Regions from separate parts of the Mus musculus genome. Here region 1 is linked to region 2. Evidence: chromatin contacts called from public promoter capture Hi-C data. All regions are on one chromosome and are shown on one strand. Each heading gives the region's core, a stretch centred on a gene start, on an enhancer-like site or on the middle of the called end of the contact. The rest is flanking DNA. Distances are from core to core; before and after follow the strand shown.

Region 1 (6,080 bases), core at 401-2,900, 2.8 Mb after region 2:
CTTTTCGCCTGTGTGCACTCGGATGTGGTTGACCAGTTTGTATTTGGCTTTGAAGGGCTTGCCCTCGCGTGGACACTCCTCCCAGAAGCAGATGTGGTTGCTCTGCTCTGGGCCGCCGACGTGCTCCACCGTGACGTGCGTGACCAGCTCGTGCATGGTGCTGAAAGTTTTGTTGCACGACTTTTTGGGGTTGGCCAGCTGCTCCGGCTCGATCCATTTACAGATAAGCTCTTGCTTGATGGGTTGGCGCATATAGCGGAAGAAGGCTCCAGCCCCGTGATGTGCAGCCATGTTCACGTTCATGGGCCCATAGCCGTGAAGCTGCGGGGCAGCATAGTGCTCGGATCGCGGGCTGGTCACCTGGCCGTACTGTTCCGGCCGTGGGTACATGTCCCCGGAGAAACCTAGCCGCATCTGCCCGTTAACCACGTTGGGCGAAGCGTGGCCAGCCGCCTGCTCGTGAAGCCCAGAAAAAAGGAGGTGGCCCGCGGCGTCCGTATGGCCGTGTGGGCCCCCAAAGCCGCCGGCCGAAGCAGCGAAGAGACTGTGCTGGGCGCTAGCTGCCGCCGCCGCGTCGCCGAAGCCCCGGTTGCGGAACAGAAAGTCCCGGGTAGAATTGAAAGCAGCGCTGGAGTAGGAGCCGACGTGGCCGGGGTGGTGATGGTGGCCCAGGGCCGCAGCAGCGGCGTAGCCCGGAGCCTGCGACGTGAAGGCTGTCTGGCCAGCCGAGGCCAGTTCGTGCGAACTGGGGTTGAGCTTGAAGGCGCCCATGCCGTCGGCGAACGGGTTGATACCCAGGCCCACGTCTCTCTCGGCCACGTCGCCCGCCGAGTGGTGCCGGGATGCACCAAAGGTGGTCACACCAATCGCGGGATACTGGGGTCCGGCGTCCAGGAGCATCGTGGCTGCACGGGGCAAGCCCCGGCCTCCCCCGCCCCCCCCCACCCTCGCCCGCCAAGGAGGGAAGATCAGGAGGAGGAGGAACGGGAGGCGGAGGAAGAGGAGGAAGAAGAGGAGGAGGGAGGGGGAGTCGACCCACCTAACGAAGTCTCAGCCAGCAGGCAACGGCCAGGCGCTAGCCGGCACCCGCCCGGCCAAAGGCAGGCAAGAGAGATGACTGCCGGCCGGTAGAAGGCGGGCTCCAGCGCCAGCCGCTCGAACCGCGCGGGCCGGGCTCTCACTTTCTCGCCGCTCAGTCTCTGCCGAGAGGGCCTCGAATCAAGGCTGCCCGGGGAAAGGCATAGAACATCTCAGCCCCCCAATAAAACTTCTTCCCGGATTTGTGGCATAGAGGAATGTGAACGCCAGAGCCGCCACTGCTCGCCCTGTCTCCTCGCGCAGCGCGCCCCTCCTCACTTCTCCACTAGTCTCAGTCTCTCTCTCTCTCACTCTCTCTCTCTCTCTCTCTCTCTCTCTCTCTCTCTCTCTTCTCTCTCTCTCTCTCTCTCTCTCTCTCTCTCTCTCAGGCTCTCCTCCTCGATCCTTCAACTCTCCCTTTTTCCCCCTCTCTGCTTTTTGAAAAAAAAAAAAAAAGGAGGGGGAGAAAAAAGAAAAGAAAAGGCGCAAATCATGCACAATATTGTCTTTTGCGGTTTATCTTCCTGGGGAGAAACTTTCACCTCCTCAGCCGGGCGGTGAGCGCGAGACTGATAGCAGCAATCATTCCTGCAGATAAATGAATTGAAAGGACGACACCGTCGTCGTCCCCCCCCCCCCCTGATGAATGGGAGCAGGGGGAGGGGTCACGTGCGACCGACGCGGGCGAGGATTGGTGAGGCGGCAATCCCCCCACACACCCCGCCCGGGGCCGCCGCGCCAACGAAGGGCGCGCGGTGGCGCCGCGCGCTGCTCATTGGCCCGCCCGCCTCATCAATCCCAGGTATTGTAAAGCGCTTGACATCCCCTTTTGACTAACAGGGCTGCCAGGAGTAGCAACTTTTTTTTCCCCCCTAGCAAATTTTTTCCCCCTCTTCTCACGGAAGGAAAAAAATGCCACGATTTCTTTTCCCTCTCATCTTCTCTTCTCTTCTCTTCTCTTCTCTTCTCCTCTCCTCTCTCTCTCTCTCTCTCTCTCTCTCTCTCTCTCTCTCTCTCTCTCTCTCTCTCTCTCTCTCTCTCCCTCCTCTCCCTGTCTCTCCCCCTCTCCTTACCTTCCTCCCTCCCTCCCTCATTCCCTCCCTCCCCTTCCTCGCTGCCTCCTACCCCTCCTTCTCTAGGTTTTGCTTCTTGTTCTATGTTCTCCCCCCTCCCCGCCACACACTTTCCTCTCCCTCCTTCTAATGTCCCCCTTTCTCCCCTCCCTCTGTTTCTTTCCCTCCCCACTCCCCTCCCCCCTTGCCTCCCCATCCCTGAGCCACTCTCCTTCAAACCTCTGCAGAGCGTTTAAAGACTGGAGACCCCCGGCGTCTCCGAGAGCAGCAGTTGGGGGGGGACCAGCCGAGAAACACCCCAAAGGCACTTCCAGAATGTCCGGACTCAGCAACTTTCTTTTCTCCCTCCCTCCCCTTCTCCACCCTCCCCCCCCCCCCCCCCCCCCCGGGCAGCAAAGGAAGCTTTTGTTATTTGCTTCTTTTGAAGTTTGCTTCCTTTTTGACGGGCCTCTCTCCTGTTTATAATTTAAGATTCGGGAGCGCGAGGGCAAGCTCTTTCCTAGAAACGTGATTTCTTGGTGTCTTTCACAGCCTCAGTTTTGCAGACTTCCTTCCTGCATGCCCACTCACCCCCAAACACAGGTGGATGGATCTCTTAAACTTTTCCTGGTTCCTGAGGTTTGTCGGATTGGGTTTTGTTTTCTGTTTTTAATGGCAGTTTGGAAACCTTGTTGCCGATCTCCCTCTCCCCTCATTTTTTTTTCCTTTTTTTTCCCCTCCGGTCTGGTCCGTTGTGTGGCTTGCTCCCACCCCCAACTCGCTCACTCTGCCCTCCCATTCCCATCCCAGTCCCTTTCATTCAGGTAAAACTGTAAATTTCCCAACGCGCCATTGTTCCTCTGGATCTCCCAAAGCTCCCTAGAGATCCCGGAATACTTTTTTGGTATTTAAATCCCCGGTAGATAGGACCAATGTAAATTTTGTGACATTCAAACCTTTTCCAGTTCACAAATCAGTCACCCTTGTCACAGTTATTGAAATTCCGCAACTTGCCACAACAAGACGGTGGAAAAAGCGGGCGCGGTCTTTGTTGCCAACCAGGCTTTTGATCGCCAGAGAAAATTTACTTACCTTCAGATGAGTGAGCAGAAAAAGAAATAACACTCCCTTTGATTTAGTTAGGAAAATGCAGACATTTGGATTCCGTGCAAACATACAACACTCGCTTGTTTTCGCGATGCGGCCCTCGATTAACCTGTCTTTGCCCAGCGCAAAGTCTATTCAACAACTGCGCGTAGTTGCTTTTTGTCCCATCCACAAAGAACCATTGACTATATATTAAAATGATTGTTGAAAGGTAGAGGGGTATGGCACGTAAAAGCAGGGGGAAAATCCCTGTAACTCAATCAATTAAACCGGGCGACATTTATACATTTCAAAAACTGCACGCGGATGTGGAGCCGGGGGCGATGGAGGTTGCGGTTCTACTTAGCTCAGTTTTAAGCCCATCAGCTTGGCCCAGGATTTAGCCTTAGCGCCTGCATATTCATTAGGTCTAATTATTTTCTAGTAAGGAAAACACAAAAAGCCAAGAGTCGGAATTCTTCAATTTGCCCTTTGTTTCTAACTTCATTTGGCTTCTTTGCAACTGAATCAAGGCTCTAAACTCTTTGCCAGACAAAGAGACCTTCAACTCATCCTTTCACATGATGTCCGCTTAGAAAACTTAACAGTTCTCCAAGCAAAAGAAAAAGAAAACCTCTCTCTCTCTCTCTCTCTCTCTCTCTCTCTCTCTCTCTCTCTCTCTCTCCCTCTCTCCCTCTCTCTCCCTCTCTCTCCCTCTCTCTCCCTCTCTCTCCCTCCCTCTCTCTCTCTCTCTCTCTCTCTCTCTCTCTCTCTCTCTCTCTCTCTCTCTCTCTCCCAGCTAGCTTGCTAGGGCTAGAGGAAGGATGAACATCAGTGGCTACTCCTACCCTCCTTTCTAGTTTTTGTCCCCTACCAAGCAGATTCTGGTTTGGGTAGGGTGAACTACAATCAGGCTGCCTTTCACACACACACACACACACACACACACACACACACACACACACACACACACGCAAAACACACCCCTTCTGGCCCTGAAGTCAGATTGTGGATGGTGATCATATCCCTGTATCTGAAGAGACAGTGTTAAGCATCTATGCCTGTGGGGTTAGGAAGTAGAAATTCTAGGGGGAAAAAAAATCTGCCCCCAGCAACAAGTCTGTGTCCAGCACTTCTCTCTTAATCTGAGCGGACTCCTGTAAGGAGTGACAGAAAAAAAGCGGAAGCAGCTGGTCTTAGGGGTTTCTTTCTTTTAACCTATTATGTATTTTCTTGAGGGAAAAGATACACCAGGCCATTCCGTTCTTTTTGCTCCTACAGGGGGATGTTGGATCCTAGAATTATGAAAATCGTTTATTCAAGGAGATATTTCCTCTAGAGGCTGCACTGCTCTTTCACTAGGGAGAACAAATATTGAACCCACCTTGACTGCTTTAAAAAAAAAAATAGGGAGGGGACCTGAGGGAAGGGTGGCTGTTGGGAGAGGGGAGGGAAAATAATTCTTCAAAAAAGAAAGTCAGTCTTCTCTCCTCCAGTCTGTGGAAAATCCACCGGGGACGTTGACAGAGGGTATTTTTAGGAAACCCATCCAAATATACAAGGTAAGAGTAAATATGAGAGGGGGAAAAAAAGTTGTGGGTTGTAGAAGTTATCAAGTGGGATTTGCGGCGCTCTCTGCAGGAAACGCGAGCGGCTCCAGTTCAAAGCCACATGCACCAACGTGACATATAAGCCATTAAAATATCATCCTGACGGCTCATTTCTGCTTCATCATACATTCCCTAACTGCTTCCCCGAAAGCTGGAGAAGGAGAAATGAAGGATGACCGCCTCGGTGGAACCACAAAAGAGGCGTAGAGGGGTTTCTGGTCCCCCCTTTTCTACCCCAAAGTGATGTGCAGAAATGAGGTGATCCGGGCAACAGGTGGAGCAGGGTAAGTGCTTGAAACCAGGGGGGTCAACTGGGGAAGGCCTGTACCCCCAGCGGCCTTGTAGCAAATGTGCTTATGGGGCCATAGGCACCCTGACCCCGCTGGGAGAATAGGCCAAGTCAGACGTTTTTTTCCATCTCTACCTTCACACACACACACACACACACACACACACACACACACACACACACATCGCGGGTACAGGCCCCACCCCACTAATTCTAAAGGGGGTGGGGAGGGGCAGCGTTGAAGACGAGTCCTTTCTTTCCTCTGGGAGGAGTGGGTGCGAGAAAGACAGATGGGGCTCCTACAGGCAATGGCACCAAAGCCATCTTGCTGCCCGCTTGTCTTCGCTCCTCTTTTTTTGTAAATTGCCTAGGTGTGCCCACCGTGGGCACAAGAAGGGCAAAACTTGGTCAGTTTTGTTCGTGGTGGAAACCGAGAGGGTGCTCGCGAAGGAATCCTTGCAGGCAGCTTTCTGGTTTTTCCCTACCGCAAGGATAACGGGGAGGGTTTCGGTTTACCCTCGTCAGGGTCAAAGACTCAAGTTATAGCTGCGAGAGGCTGGCTACACAGTAGAACTTCTCCGGATACTCACTGAGGACTGAGGATGCTGTCTGGGTCTGCCTCAGGGCGGCTGCCTGCCTGCCTTTATCCTGGTCCTGCTTCAGGACTCTTAACTAGGATCTGCTCTATTTGCGCCGCGGGCCATGGGTTCGCGACCTGGTTTTCTTTCTCCTGAATGTGAATCTGGCTTGCTGTTAGGTTCCGGGAGGAGCAGGCCTAAGCCTTGACCCAGGGGCGTATACCGAATTACAGGCGAAAGAAAAGAGAAGGATTTGAATAAATTTGAGTCAGCCTAGTTCAAAGTCTTAAAGTTTGGAGTTGACCAAGGAGTTAGAGAAGACTGAGAAAGGGCGAGAGGGTGCGGGAGGGCTGTTTGAGACCTGGGTATTCACTAGAGTCTGCAGAAA
Region 2 (6,317 bases), core at 3,304-5,803:
ACCAAAAAAACTAAACAACCCAATCAAAAAACAGGGTATAGCACTAAAATGAAAGACAGGCGTGGTGGCACACGCCTTTAATCCCAGCACTAGGGAGGCAGAGGCAGGCGAATTTCTGAGTTTGAGGCTAGCCTGGTCTACAAAGTGAGTTCCAGGACAGCCAGGGCTACACAGAGAAACTCTGTCTCGACACCCCCCCCCCAAAAAAAGAGAACTAAACCGAGAATTCACAACTGAGGAATCTCAAATGGCTGAGAAACACCTAAAGAAACGTTCAAAGTCCTTAGTGATCAGAGAAATACAAATCAAAACGACCCTGATATTCCACCTTACAGCAGTCATAATGGCTAAGATCAAAACCTCAGGTGACAACACATGTTGGAGAAGATGTGGAGAAAGAGGAACACTCCTCCATTGCTGGTGGGATTGCAAACTGGTACAACCAACCACTCTGGAAATCAATCTGGAGGGTCCTCACAAAAATGGAAATAGATCTACCTGAAGACCCAGCAATACCACTCTTGGGAATATACCCAAAAAGATGCCCCACCATGCTACAGGGCACGTGTTCCACTATGTTCATAGCAGCCTTATTTGTGATAGCCAGAAGCTGGAAACAACCTAGATGTCCCACGACAGAAGAATAGATACAGAAAATGTGGCTCATGTACACAATGGAACACTACTCAGCTATTAAGAATGAGGACATCCTGACTTTTGCAGGCAAATGGATGGAACTAGAAAATATCATCCTGTGTGAGGTAACCCAGACTCAGACGGACATGCATGGTGTGTACTCTATGTACTCACTAATATGTGGATATTAGCCAACAAAACAAAAACAAAAAAACCCCAAAACCAACATACAGAATACATAAGATACAGTCCCACAGAATTCAAAAGGCTCAACAAGCTGAAGTGCCCAACTGAGGATACCTCAGTTCCACTTGGGAAAGAGAAGAAAGCAATCACAAGTGAGGAGGGAGGGAGAGACTTGGGAGGGAAAGTGGATTGGGTGGTGGGGCAGTGGGGGCTAGAGAGGAACCTGATTTGGTATTGGGTGAGGGAAAAGGACTGAAGCCCTGAGGGCCTGCAGAAAGAATTTCATATCTTTCTTGTTCATATTCAGTTTCAAAATTTTTTTCTTCCAGATATCTTTTCTTCTTTTACCTAAATCCACATTTTTATCTTTTATTAATTATTTAATTTTCTTTTTTTTTTTTTGTTTCCTGAAACTGGGTTTCTCTGTGTAGCCTAGGTGTCCTGGGTGTCTTGTTCTATAGACCAGGTTGGCCTTAAATTCAGAGATCAGCCTACCCCTGTTTTCCGAGTGCTGGGATTAAAGGCATGTATTACTACTGCGAGTCTTTAAGATTTTAGACATGTTTATTTCATTAGTTTAATTGTGTAATTGTTTTGTGTGTATGCATATTTGTGTACTATATGTGTGTTGTGCCTGCAGAAGTCAGAAGATGGCACTGGGGCCGGGCGTGGTGGCTCACGCCTTTAATCCCAGCACTCGGGAGGCAGAGGCAGGCAGATTTCTGAGTTCGAGGCCAGCCTGGTCTACAAAGTGAGTTCCAGGACAGCGAGGGCTACACAGAGAAACCCTGTCTCAAAAACAAAAACAAACAAACAAACAAACAAACAAACAAAAAAAAAGAAGATGGCACTGGGTCCCCTGGGACTGGAGTTGAGGATGGTTGGTTGTATCACATGCATTATGGCAATTGAACCCCAGGTCTTCGGTGAGGGAAGCCAGTGTTCTTAATCACTAAGCCCTTTCTCTTGCACCAGTTATTAATTGTTTAACATAAGTGTAATTGACATAATACTTTAGAATGGAACCCATTGACCTTTGAAACACAGACACCTCCTCTAGTGAGACCTTCAGCGTGGGAACATAGCGAAGCACAGCTCAGGTGACTTCCTTGGTGGAAGGCTTCCTCCTTCCTGGGAATCCGTCTGTATTCAGAGTAGGAAAGGAGCACCTTTGCTACCCATTTAAGCAGTGTTCAGCCTCCATTTCACTCTGGTGTTGTTAGAGCCATCAGCATAATTACGGAGGACCATATTAGTGTGAATTATTCATACCATCCGTTATAGCTTCAAGCCCTCTGGGACCCTTCCTTTCCTTAAAAGTTCTGGTACAAAATGGTTTAGTAATGCAGGACATTCTATGTTTGATTTGATTTCAGATGGTTTTCCATGCTCCTGAAAACTATGTACAGACACATGTATACAAGGAGCTTGTCACAAGAGGGCACCCCTGCAGCATTCTCTATAAAGTGAATGCCGTTCTGGGTATTAATTCCAGAGGAATGATCATAGAGATGCAGTTTGGACCCACAGAATGAATTAGAAGCTCAATAGACAGTTATTATCGGACAGCATGGGGAGTTCTGTTCATGAAAATTTATTAGTATCATAAGAGGATGTTCATTTATTTAGGGTTTTGGAAATAGGATTTCTCTGTGCAGCTCTGAGTAGTTCTGGAACTCACTGTGTAGATCAGGCTGGCCTGGAACTCAGAGGTCTGATAGCTATGCCTGGCTATAAAAGGATTTTTATAGGTTATACAAAATTCAAATTATTATTTCTGTTTGTGATTTATTCAAGAGCTTCTTTAGCTTAGAGTTCAATTTCCTGCAGAGCACGGTGGTACACACCTTTAACCCAACACTCAGGAGGCAGAGGTTGGCAGATTTCTGTGAGGTAAAACCAGTTTGATACATGCAATGAGTTCTAGGATATCCAGGGCTATATAGAGAAACCCTGTCTCAGGCAAAAAGATAAAAATAAAACTTAATTACCATTTTATTAACACCATATTCAGGGCTACAGTCATCTCAAGCTCCACTTGAGCCGGATCTTAGTTTCCAAGACTATTCCCATGGCGCCCTCTACAGCCCAATCTGCAAAATGGCATTTGGCTTCCTTCAGGCCAAATGATAAAGAGGAAGAAAGAATGCACAAATAGAGGCTACAGGTACAGTTTCTGTATAAGACAGTCCTCCAAATGACACTTCATTATTTTATTTGTTAGGAGTAAGTTATTCAGAGCCAGGCCTGGTGGTGCATACCTTTAATCTCAGCACTTGGAATGTAGAAGACAAGCAGATTCCTGTAGGTTTGAAGCCTTTATGTCTTTCACTCTACAAATAGAAACATTTTCACGGAACTTTATTGAGATTATAGTGATATTTAGTTTATGTTGAAAAATTCATCTTAATAATGTGTAATGTATCAACTCTGGGCAGGGATTGTTTAAATTTATTTAGATTTTGTTTGACTCCTGAGTATGTCTCCCCCCCCCCCCCCCTTTTTTTTTTGAGACAGATTTTACTGTGTCGTTCTGGCTGTCCTGGAATTCACTATTCTGTTGACCAGGCTGGCCTCAAACGCTTTTTTTTTTTTCCTGACTCTGGAGTGCTGGGATTAAAGGCATGCGCCACCACATTCAGTTTGAATTTGTTCATTTTTGAAGATTTAAAAAAATTATCTCGCCAGGCAGTGGGGGCGCACGCCTTTAATCCCAGCACTCGAGAGGCAGAGGCAGGCGGATTTCTGAGTTTGAGGCCAGCCTGGTCTACAGAGTGAGTTCCAGGACAGCCAGGACTACACAGAGAAATCCCGACTCAAAAAAACAAAACAAAACACATTTCAATTTTAGTAAGTGATTTTTTTCATTTCAAATTCAAATTATTTCTAAGCATTATTGGCAACACACAACATAACTTTTGTCTCTTGTCAATTCATATAGTTTGTGGTTTCTTCCTATTACAATGGAAGTCCAACATGTTGGTTCGATTTCAAAATGAACTTGAAAATTACTGTGTGCTGTACCAGAATGCTCAATTTGACGATACACTAGTGATGTAAATGGTTCATAGGATTTAAGAAACACGAAGCGTTCAGCTTCCTGCAGTGCTCTGTACAGCCAGAAGAGAGCCCCAGACCTTAGTAGGCTCTGAGACCTTAGCATAGCTGACTCCTGGACAAAAATACTATTCAGGCTGTAAAACTCAGCATGTAGACAGCGCCATCTGCCAAAACTATAACAAAAACCTAATCCATCAAAGTCCATAGTTACGGGAAAGTCTCTAAATGTACTAACCTTGCCTTCTGGCTTCTGAAGTTCTGCGTCTGGCTAATTGTTCTGAACTGAAATATATCAATCTGGGACATGGATTTTGTGGGGCTTCTCTGATCTCCTGAACATCAAGGGTAGTTGCAGTCTGGATAATAAGACTTTTTATTGGCTTAAACCCATGTTTAGTAGTCTTCTCTGGTGACTACCCTACAAAAGATATCACACCGATTTTCTAAGGCTCCACGTCTCCCACAGAGATATTTGGTCTGATTCTAGGATGAACACACTGAAGCTTCCTTCTCAGGTTCTATACTACTTTGGGATACTTGGGGTTCACATGAGAGAAAGGTGAAGGAATTTCATATCGCGATTATCAGATAGGTACTTGATCTGAATCTTGGTAATTCGATAGTGGACCCGGTGGAAAAATGTCCTTCTATACTTACCATAGTTTCCCAGAGGCTCATGGGTAATGTAGTCCCTAACATACAAGGCCCTCCCACACAGGAGCAGGTAAACAGCTCTGACATTTGGCTGGTAGGCATCTCTGTGTCCTGCGCTCTCTTGGCAGCTACCGCATAGAAAGTCGCATCCAGGCTCTGTGCTGACGCCTTTGCTCAGGCTGTGCGTTTCTTGCAGGGTTTCTGAAGGCGGGTGGGAAAGACGAAAAGAGGAGAGTGGTCTCGGAACCTTCGGGAAGCGGGACCCGTGCCTTCTACTTCAGTGGAAACAGAAACATAGGTGGGTCTTGGAGGAGGGACTGAGTCGCAGTTCGAGGGCGGACCGCAGCGGCTCAGGGGAAGGTGACTGTGAGACCCATCGTTCCCAGTCGGAACAGTCGGCCTGAACAGGGCTTTAATGGTTGCTTTATCCGAAGACTGCGCTAGGAGTATTTGGATCTGTGATTCCATCAGTCCAAAAGGGCCAACACGGACGCTCTGCCAAGGAGGTGAGAGCCCAAGATGGCGACTTGGGGGTGAGGGCGGTTCATGTCTGTGGATTGTCAGGGCCGGGAAGCCTCCTGTGTGAGCTCACATTCCAGTAAAGAATCTTGCTACCTGCTTGGCATCCATTTTTTGGGAGAGTTGGGGTGGAGAAAGATCGTTAATCTGAGACCGGATTACAAAACTGGGAATTTTCACACGACCCAGAAATCCCAAACTGCGAGCCTGGGAAAATTGTAAGTTGATACCACGGTGCTGGAGCCGGAAGGGGGAGGTCTGTGACCCACACATCTGTAAGAAAGAGGGTGGTTTTTATCCCAATGAATTGGCCTGAAATTCCTAGAGAAATTCTCCCGTAGTGACTGTACCCTTATGTGTATTGGCAATTGTATTCGTCAGTTTTCCTGTCTTTATGAAGTGATGTTTTTGGCACTTGAGGTTTGAGCTCTTAGAACAGTGGTTCTCCACATGTGGATTCTCAACCTGAAAGGGTTGGGGGTGGGTGGGTAGTGTCAAACGGCCCTTTCACAGGGGTTGACTATCACATAGATATCCTGCATATCAGAAGTTTACATTAGGATTCATAACATTGAGCAAAATTACTAATAATCTAATAATCATTAAAAATAATGTTATGGCTGAGGGTCACCACAGCATGAGGAACTGTAGTAAAGAGTTGCAGCATTAGGAAGGTTGAGAAACACTGTCTGAGGCTTTGTTTAGTTTCTGAAAATGTCTAGTACCAGAGATAAGAGGTTATCTCAGAAGATTCTAGTATTGTTATAGGAACATTTTCCTGGGAACAAAGTGGGGAGGTTTCATGTTCTGAAGAGGGTGTGCAACTGTAGCAATCCCATCCCCCTAGTGAGGAGGAAGACCATTAATAACAGACCAGGAGGCCCTGGGTCCTGGTAGGGAATTTACACCTGGTCCAAGCCTTTGACTGCTTCACTGAACTCCATAGAACGGCAGGCCCCTGTGATACAGGCTCCTTTGACGATCCCCGTACTGGGATCAACTGGGTCTGCCTACATTTTCATGGTAGAGATTGCATTATTGCAAGTTACCTACCGATACATCATCATATGCTAACCTTTCAGAACAGGACAGGAGCCAGTCTGGACTATCAGGTTTACCTTAGTGCTCACTCCATGTTGGTGGCCAGCACAGGGAAGGTCTGCTGGGCTATGAGTGAATGCATTTGCCCTTTAGACTAGAACACTGTATTGAGTATACTGCAATAGAGAAACAGGCTGGGAAGCACCAGTGTGCCACATGGC

The links. Promoter capture Hi-C pulls out the DNA fragments that hold promoters and counts their contacts.
Region 1: a promoter capture Hi-C map of embryonic stem cells shows a contact between it and region 2, with 3 times the contacts expected there. The contact joins the promoter of Zic1 here to the promoter of Zfp949 in region 2. A contact is called at or near these places in 1 of 39 promoter capture datasets (embryonic stem cells) and 1 of 115 datasets of contacts at active chromatin or transcription factors (embryonic forebrain).

Annotation. Positions count from the first base shown.
Region 1 is chr9:91,364,118-91,370,197 of GRCm38.p6, forward strand. Zic1 (zinc finger protein of the cerebellum 1) reads right to left here and starts at 1,651. Exons shown (of 3, transcript NM_009573.4): 1 at 1-1,651. The coding sequence starts at 900. It also overlaps a transcript of Zic4 not described here.
Region 2 is chr9:88,543,467-88,549,783 of GRCm38.p6, forward strand. Zfp949 (zinc finger protein 949) reads left to right here and starts at 4,554. Exons shown (of 6, transcript NM_001142943.1): 1 at 4,554-5,042.